Linked DNA regions of Hordeum vulgare: region 1 is linked to region 2. Evidence: chromatin contacts called from public Hi-C data. All regions are on one chromosome and are shown on one strand. The core of a region is the stretch at or near the end of the contact, and the rest is flanking DNA. Distances in the headings are between cores, read along the strand shown. Region 1 holds the start of LOC123428525. Region 2 has its middle 5.9 kb from the start of LOC123433634.

Region 1 (3,169 bases), core at 284-2,783, 540 kb before region 2:
GCGCGTGGAGCCACGTCCGGTCCACGACGAAGCCGAACACCGTGATGCCCGCGCGGTTGTTCTCCAGGTAGGTCACTGAAAATGAAAACGCCATGATCAGCCACAGTGCTCCTTTACAATGGCGAAGTGAAATCGCAAACGATACGATACGGTACACTAAAAACGCCATGACCAGCTACAGTGCTCCTTTACAATGGCGATTGGATACGATGTGGTGTATGCATGCTTACCTAGCGCCTGCCTCTTCTGGTATGAGATGTGAGTGGCGTGGAAAGACATGAACTTGGAGGAGGTGTCGAGGCTGTCCTCGCTCGGGGACATCTCGTCGTCGTCGGATTGGTCGGAGTCCGGGGATGGGGGCACCTGCTGCTGCTGCTGCTGCTGCTGCTGTAGCTGCTGCAGCTGCAGGTACGACTTGCTGGGCGTCCTGGGGTTCTCCTGGTCACGCTCCACGGTGTTGATGGTGGCGTCGGCGTGCCACGCCGCGGCTATGCTGGTGATGGCCTGCGTCTTGTGCGTGATCTTTGCGGCGCTGTGCAGGCAGATGAGCAGGCCGGCGACGAGGCTCAGGGAGCAGAGCTGAAGAACGCGCAAGAACCAGTTAATTGATTACATATATGTGGAACGAACACACGATCGAGCATGCACAAGCACAGCAGCACCGGCCGGGGGAAACGTTACCGCGAGCTCGCCGGCGGTGGCGATGTTGACCTGCGCGTGGGGCCTGGTGGCGCCGAGGAGCGCGGAGAACTGGCTGGCCGTGACGAGGAGGAGGCAGTACATTATGAACTTTCGGTACCGGTGGCTGATCCGCCGGAGCTGGTCACGGATGCGTCGGTGCTGCCCCAGCACGGCGGCGACGTCGGCGCACTGGCCGAAGTCGCGCGCGAAGCCCGTCATGCGCAGGATCTGCAGGTAGCATATGATCCGGAACAGCACGCAGGCCATGAAGAACATGGCCGTGCGGTACATCCACGACGCCATCTCCATGGCGCACGCCGCGGCGGACCACCACGCCGGGAAGGGCCGGTGCACGAAGTACCAGAACACCTTGTAGGCGGCGTCGGCGAGGAAGCATGGGAGGACGAAGCAGGCGAGGAGGTGGAAGGAGCCGGCGAGCTGCACGGTGTAGCCCGCGCGCACGTCCTGGGAGTCGTGGCGGAGGCGGTCCAGGTAGAGCAGCCGGCGCAGGCCGCGGCGGCGGATGAGCGAGGTGAGCGTGAGGTAGGCGAGCGCCGCGGAGAGCGTGAGCGAGAGCTGCACCTGCGTGTCGTAGGAGCGGCGGGGCATGGCGACGCGGGCGGCCACCGGGACGGCCACCGCGAGGACGGCGAAGACGAGCCACGAGGACGCGGCGCTGGAGCCGTCCGAGTGGTCGACGCACATCCACCGGAGGCAGGAGCGGAAGCTGCGGAGCTCGTCGCGCGCGTGCGACATGCAGCGCTGGTACGAGCCCCTCCGCCGCAGCAGCAGCGGCGCCGACGCGGGCGAGGGCTCCTCGCCCGTCGGCGACGGCGGCGCGTCCCCGGCCATCCCTGCGCGTTTCCTTTGTCCTGCCGATCGTATCCTTTGTCAGGCGGCTTCCGTTTTACCGGCCGTCCTGGTGTTTAGGAGGGGTAATAATAATAATATTTGCTGTATTGAGCTAGCAACATCTTTCCTTGCTCTCCGGGGCCGTGCGTGGAGAGATGGAAATGCTACAGAGGAACGGAGAGACATGTACGAGTATATATCTTGTTGCTGGCTGGGAAATGCTTGTGGCTGTGGATCTGCATTCCGTAATGAATGATACGCCTTTTGCCAAACATAAAGTTAAATTCATATTCTCTTGTAATGAATCTCGAGCATATTTTTTTTCCTTGAAAAGGAAGAAAAAAACAGCACATAGCTCGAGTACTACTGTACTAGACCAGAGGTTTCACGGCCCTTATCAGCTTTTTTATAGTACTCTCTTTTACTCATGAGATTGTCATTATATGACGGTAATGTGTGATACTGATACGGAAAGCAGTGTATCTCGTGCGAGGCAAAGAAGTTTTTTGCTCGGAGGTGGACAGCGAACGGTATCACAGATTCACCTAGCAGCCAACGGCGTGGAAAAGCAAAAGTGAAGGCAAGTGCAGATTTTGTTTTGCTTTGTTTTGTTTTGTTTTGGGGGTTGTAAATTCCTGCAGCTCAACATCTTATAGCCGCATAAACCAAAGAGCCGATCGATCACTGGGCTAGCACGGGTGGGTGCGCATGCAGGCTGAGGTACAGTCGCCGCCAAAGGCTTTGCGTTTGATGCTGCCAGTCACGGAGCAAAGTGTCGAGCTTGGCTGGCGGGAGTAGCTGCAGAGCGCGAATAAATGGAACGCCGTGCCTTAACCGCCGACCACACGTAGAGCTTGCGCCGCGCGACGAGCGGGGCAGCGGGCGAGACCGTGCCGTGGTTTTGTTCTCGAGGCTTGTTCGGTTAATCCCTTTCATAAAAATTAAAAATGACTGAAGGGGATTAAGATGGAATTTGACTTACAGAAGATTTAATCTCTTCCAATCTCCTTCAAACCCCTTCGAAAGTGAAGGAACCGAACAAGGCCTGGATTGTTATGGCACGCCGACCTCATCTTCTTCGGCACCGGAGAGGGAGACTACCGTTCATTCCCGCCAGCCAAACTGTTTCCGCCGGTGTGCTGCTTCTTTTTTAGGGATGTCAATTTTTCTAGGGATGCCAAACGTGCTGCTACGCTGGTTCAGGCCCAAGCCCACAGGAAGACAGGCCTGATTTCCTTTCCGGACGCGGGTTGTGTGTCAAGGCAGCGGCTGGGCCCTAGCAAGCCCAGAGTTCATGGCCACCACACGGGATTTTACAGGGAAAATCCTATATGACGCCTATTGCGTCCACGCTTCGCACAGGAGAGGTGCGCGTGAGCCAGCGAGTGGGCAGGCCCATTTACAGCGCTAAGCACATTTCTGGTTTGGGGAACCTTTCATGTCGTTTTTATCGGTTTTGGAAACCTTCTATAGGGTTTCCTGAAGCGATTTTTTTCTGGGATTTCTATTTTTTCCTTGTGTTATTTTTTGTTTCTGTTTCTTTTTTCTTTCTCTTCTCTTTTTTGTTTATTTTCCAAACATTTATAAATATTAAACATATTTTACAAAAATGTTCGCGTGTTTTAAATTTTGTTCA
Region 2 (3,216 bases), core at 595-3,094:
ACTTCAAACCTTTGCCATTGAGGTTCATTGTGTCCGAGGAATTGCTCATACAGAATAACCAGATGTTGAGATGTGAATCAATATATCGCCTTATGATGTATAAGACAACATTCTTCTGTTAGCAGCGTGATCCTGACGAGAGATGAATCTTACTGTCTTGGATTTCGCACATTATCCCACGAGACACAAGAGTGATCATGTTGTCCTTCGCCCAGGAAGGGCAGCGGTGGCCGTTGAGGGCGATGCCTCGAATTCTCTAGCCATCGGTTACTAGAGATAATTAATTTACGATGAGTAAATTAAAGACCATCATATTTGATGTTCTAATGAACTTAGCAAAATCAATGGGTATTTTAAGAAGTTATCTTGAAACCATTAGTGTGAATCTGAAATTGCTAAATATGACACCTTGGAGATAATTTTTAAAATGGAGTGGATCTCTGAGCACTAGGGAGTATAATGTGATGAAATAAGTAGATACTCACTCGTAATGCCTTATGTCATGACTTAGAAAAAATGTGTGGGAGAGCACTTTGTAAAGCAATCATAATGTCGAAGACAAAATGTAGGCTTTATGAGTAGTCATCGATAATCTGCGTAGGCACTAGATCCATATGACTACCTTGTAATCCCAAGCATCAATTTAAAGAAATCACTTTGAATTTTGCATCTGTCTTTGCAAGAAATTGAAAATCTCAATTGCAAATAGACGTATTAATCTCGACATGTAGCGAACATGAAGATACATACATTCCGGAATACATAGTACTCAACACAAATACACTATTATTATAATGAATAGTAATGATGTTGGAGACTTGATATTCAAGTGAAAAACTTGAATTATATGGACCTCTAAATTAAATGAGATGATCTTGTATCTAGTTGCAAGATAATTCAGCAAAATAAATTAATATTTTGTAAGAAAAAATAAATAATCTCAGTCGCAATGATGTTGTTTTGCGAGAGAAGAAAATTCTCAATTGTAAATCTATACTTTAGAGGTATTGAATTTATCTTCACGAGGGGTAAAAATCTCAATTGCAAATAATAGATGTAATTAGTCTCAACATGTAAGAAACATGAAGATATATTACATCAACATATTATATGGAATACATAGTACTCAATATATTTACAGAAATTTAAGCACTAGTGTGGTCAACTAGTCGGATAAGAGAGAGAGCGACTAAAGAAATCCAGTAGCTTTCTATCCCAAATGCACATCGAGGCAGGAGGCGACGCCAGCGCCGGCCGGATGGCCGCATCACCGGAGATGAGAAAATATCCCGCCGCGCTCATCCACAGAGGAGGAGCCACCATGGAGGTGTATGCCAGGCGCAACAACTTTGAAGGCGCTGTTCGCGAGCCCGAGCGTCGCTGGGCTCCATGTGCCAGCGCGGTCGGAGTGGCCGCTCGACGGTGGGCTAGCCACCAGGACGGCGAGGGACATGAGGCAGTGGTGAGCGCTTCACAGCGAAGGCGGACCGCGGCGGTGCTAGAGGAGCCGCTCACGCGGAAGCCAAAGCTTAGGACGGAGGCCCTAGTCGACACTAACACGAAGGCGAGTGCGTGATAGGTAGCGACTCGACGTCGACGACCACGGAGGTCGGAGACGGCAGCGATGGTGCCAAAGATGGCCGGGCAATGGGCTGCACACCGCTCGCCGTCCTCAAGAAGCCAAGCTAGGAGGAGTGCTCGCAGCCGCCGAATCGGCTGCCCACCGCATCGTAAATAGCTTTGGCCGTTTCAGCGGCTGCGCTGCACGGATGGCGAGTGGCCGCTAGTTCCAACGCAATGGAAAATAGGAAATCACATGCTACTTACTTCCCTTTGCATTAGTGGTTGTTTACGTTGATGTGCCTGAATACGTGGAAAATGGAGAACCACTTCATTGCTGTATGGCACAGATCCAGTCCTTGAATCAATGTTGGAAATAAGTCGTGACGAAGCACGGTGCGACAAGCGTCGGTGTGCTAGGTCGGGTTCGTAGCGGTGCGGTCGGCGTCGGTGCGTCAGGTCGGTTCCACGAGCTGGGTCATGACAGTGCGTACATGTGTTGCGATGGTGTGTGTGCATCTGAGTCCGCTGCAGCCATTGGCGATCTGTTGGAAGGCCAAGTCATAGTAGACTAGTGTGAGCACGTCGTGCGCTTGGCCGCAACGGAATCGAGCAAGTGATGTTAGTCGTGCATGCACAAGTGGCGGTTGTGGCCGTGCATGTAGGTTGTTAATGCATGCATGGGTGGATTAGTTAGCCAGAGACCGATTAGTTAGTGCGTGCGTGGTTAGCAGTCGGATGTGACGGCAAGGTTAGTGTGCACGCATGCGAGTCGTGGAGTTTGTGGCTCGGGCTGTACGTGTAGGTCAGCTATTTAAGTTGTAACTCTGGTTGCTTTGAGGGGGGAGTTAGAGCTCTTGAGTAAAAGGCTGTACGTGCAGCCGGCCGTTGGTCGGCGGAAAATTTCCTGTGTTCAGTGTTCAACTCGCTCTTCTTCTTCTTCCTTCGTCCAGGCCAAGAGTGAGAGAGCAGTCCCAACATTTGGTATACAGAGCTTCGTTGCGATCCACTACGTCGACCATGTCCATCGTCCCGTACGGCGCCGGAGGGAGCACGTTGTCGCTCCCCGTGCCGATGCTCACCGGTGACAACTATACCGTGTGGGCGATCAAGGTGGAGGCCAACCTCGACGCGCAAGGGTTGTGGGAAGCGGTGGTTCCGGCGGAGGACTCGGCGGCGGCGGTCATCGCGAAGAAGGACAAGCCGGCGAGGGCATACCTCCTCGGAGCGCTCTCCGAAGACATCCTGCTGCAGGTGTCATCGAAGAAGACGGCGGCGGAGCTATGGGCGAGCCTGAAGACGCGGTTCGTCGGTGCGGACCGGGTGAGGGCGGCGCGGCTCTCCACTCTCCGTGGTGAGTTCGATCGCCTGCGCATGAAGGACGGCGACGAGCTGGACGCGTACGCCGGAAGGATCAGCGGCATGGCAGCAAGGTATGCGGCCCTCGGAGCGACGCTTGACGACGCGGCAATGGTGAAGAAACTGCTCGACACTGCGCCGGACCGGCTGTACGCAGCGGTGGCCGGATTTGAGCAGTTCTGCGACGTCGACAAGATGCCGTTCGAGGAGGCGCTCGGTCGGCTGAAGGCGTTCGAGGAGCGAATGAGGCGGCGCGCTCAGGACAATAGCGGACGTGGCGGTGACCAGCTCCTACTC

What was found. A called contact is a pair of places that touch in the nucleus more often than the background predicts.
Region 1: a contact with region 2 is called in a Hi-C map of leaf, with 3 times the contacts expected there. The contact joins the promoter of LOC123428525 here to the enhancer-like site in region 2. A contact is called at or near these places in 2 of 6 Hi-C or Micro-C datasets (leaf and seedling).

What each region holds. Positions count from the first base shown.
Region 1 is chr2H:501,039,597-501,042,765 of MorexV3_pseudomolecules_assembly, reverse strand. LOC123428525 reads right to left here and starts at 1,533. Exons shown (of 3, transcript XM_045112750.1): 1 at 682-1,533; 2 at 231-579; 3 at 1-75. The coding sequence starts at 1,533.
Region 2 is chr2H:500,499,444-500,502,659 of MorexV3_pseudomolecules_assembly, reverse strand. No RefSeq gene overlaps it. Among protein-coding and RNA genes, the nearest start is that of LOC123433634, 5.9 kb to the left of the region's middle. Within about 2 kb of position 1,844, at least 1 of the 3 cell types and tissues checked has open chromatin away from gene starts, as enhancers often do. A contact at or near this core is called in leaf, where this site is marked.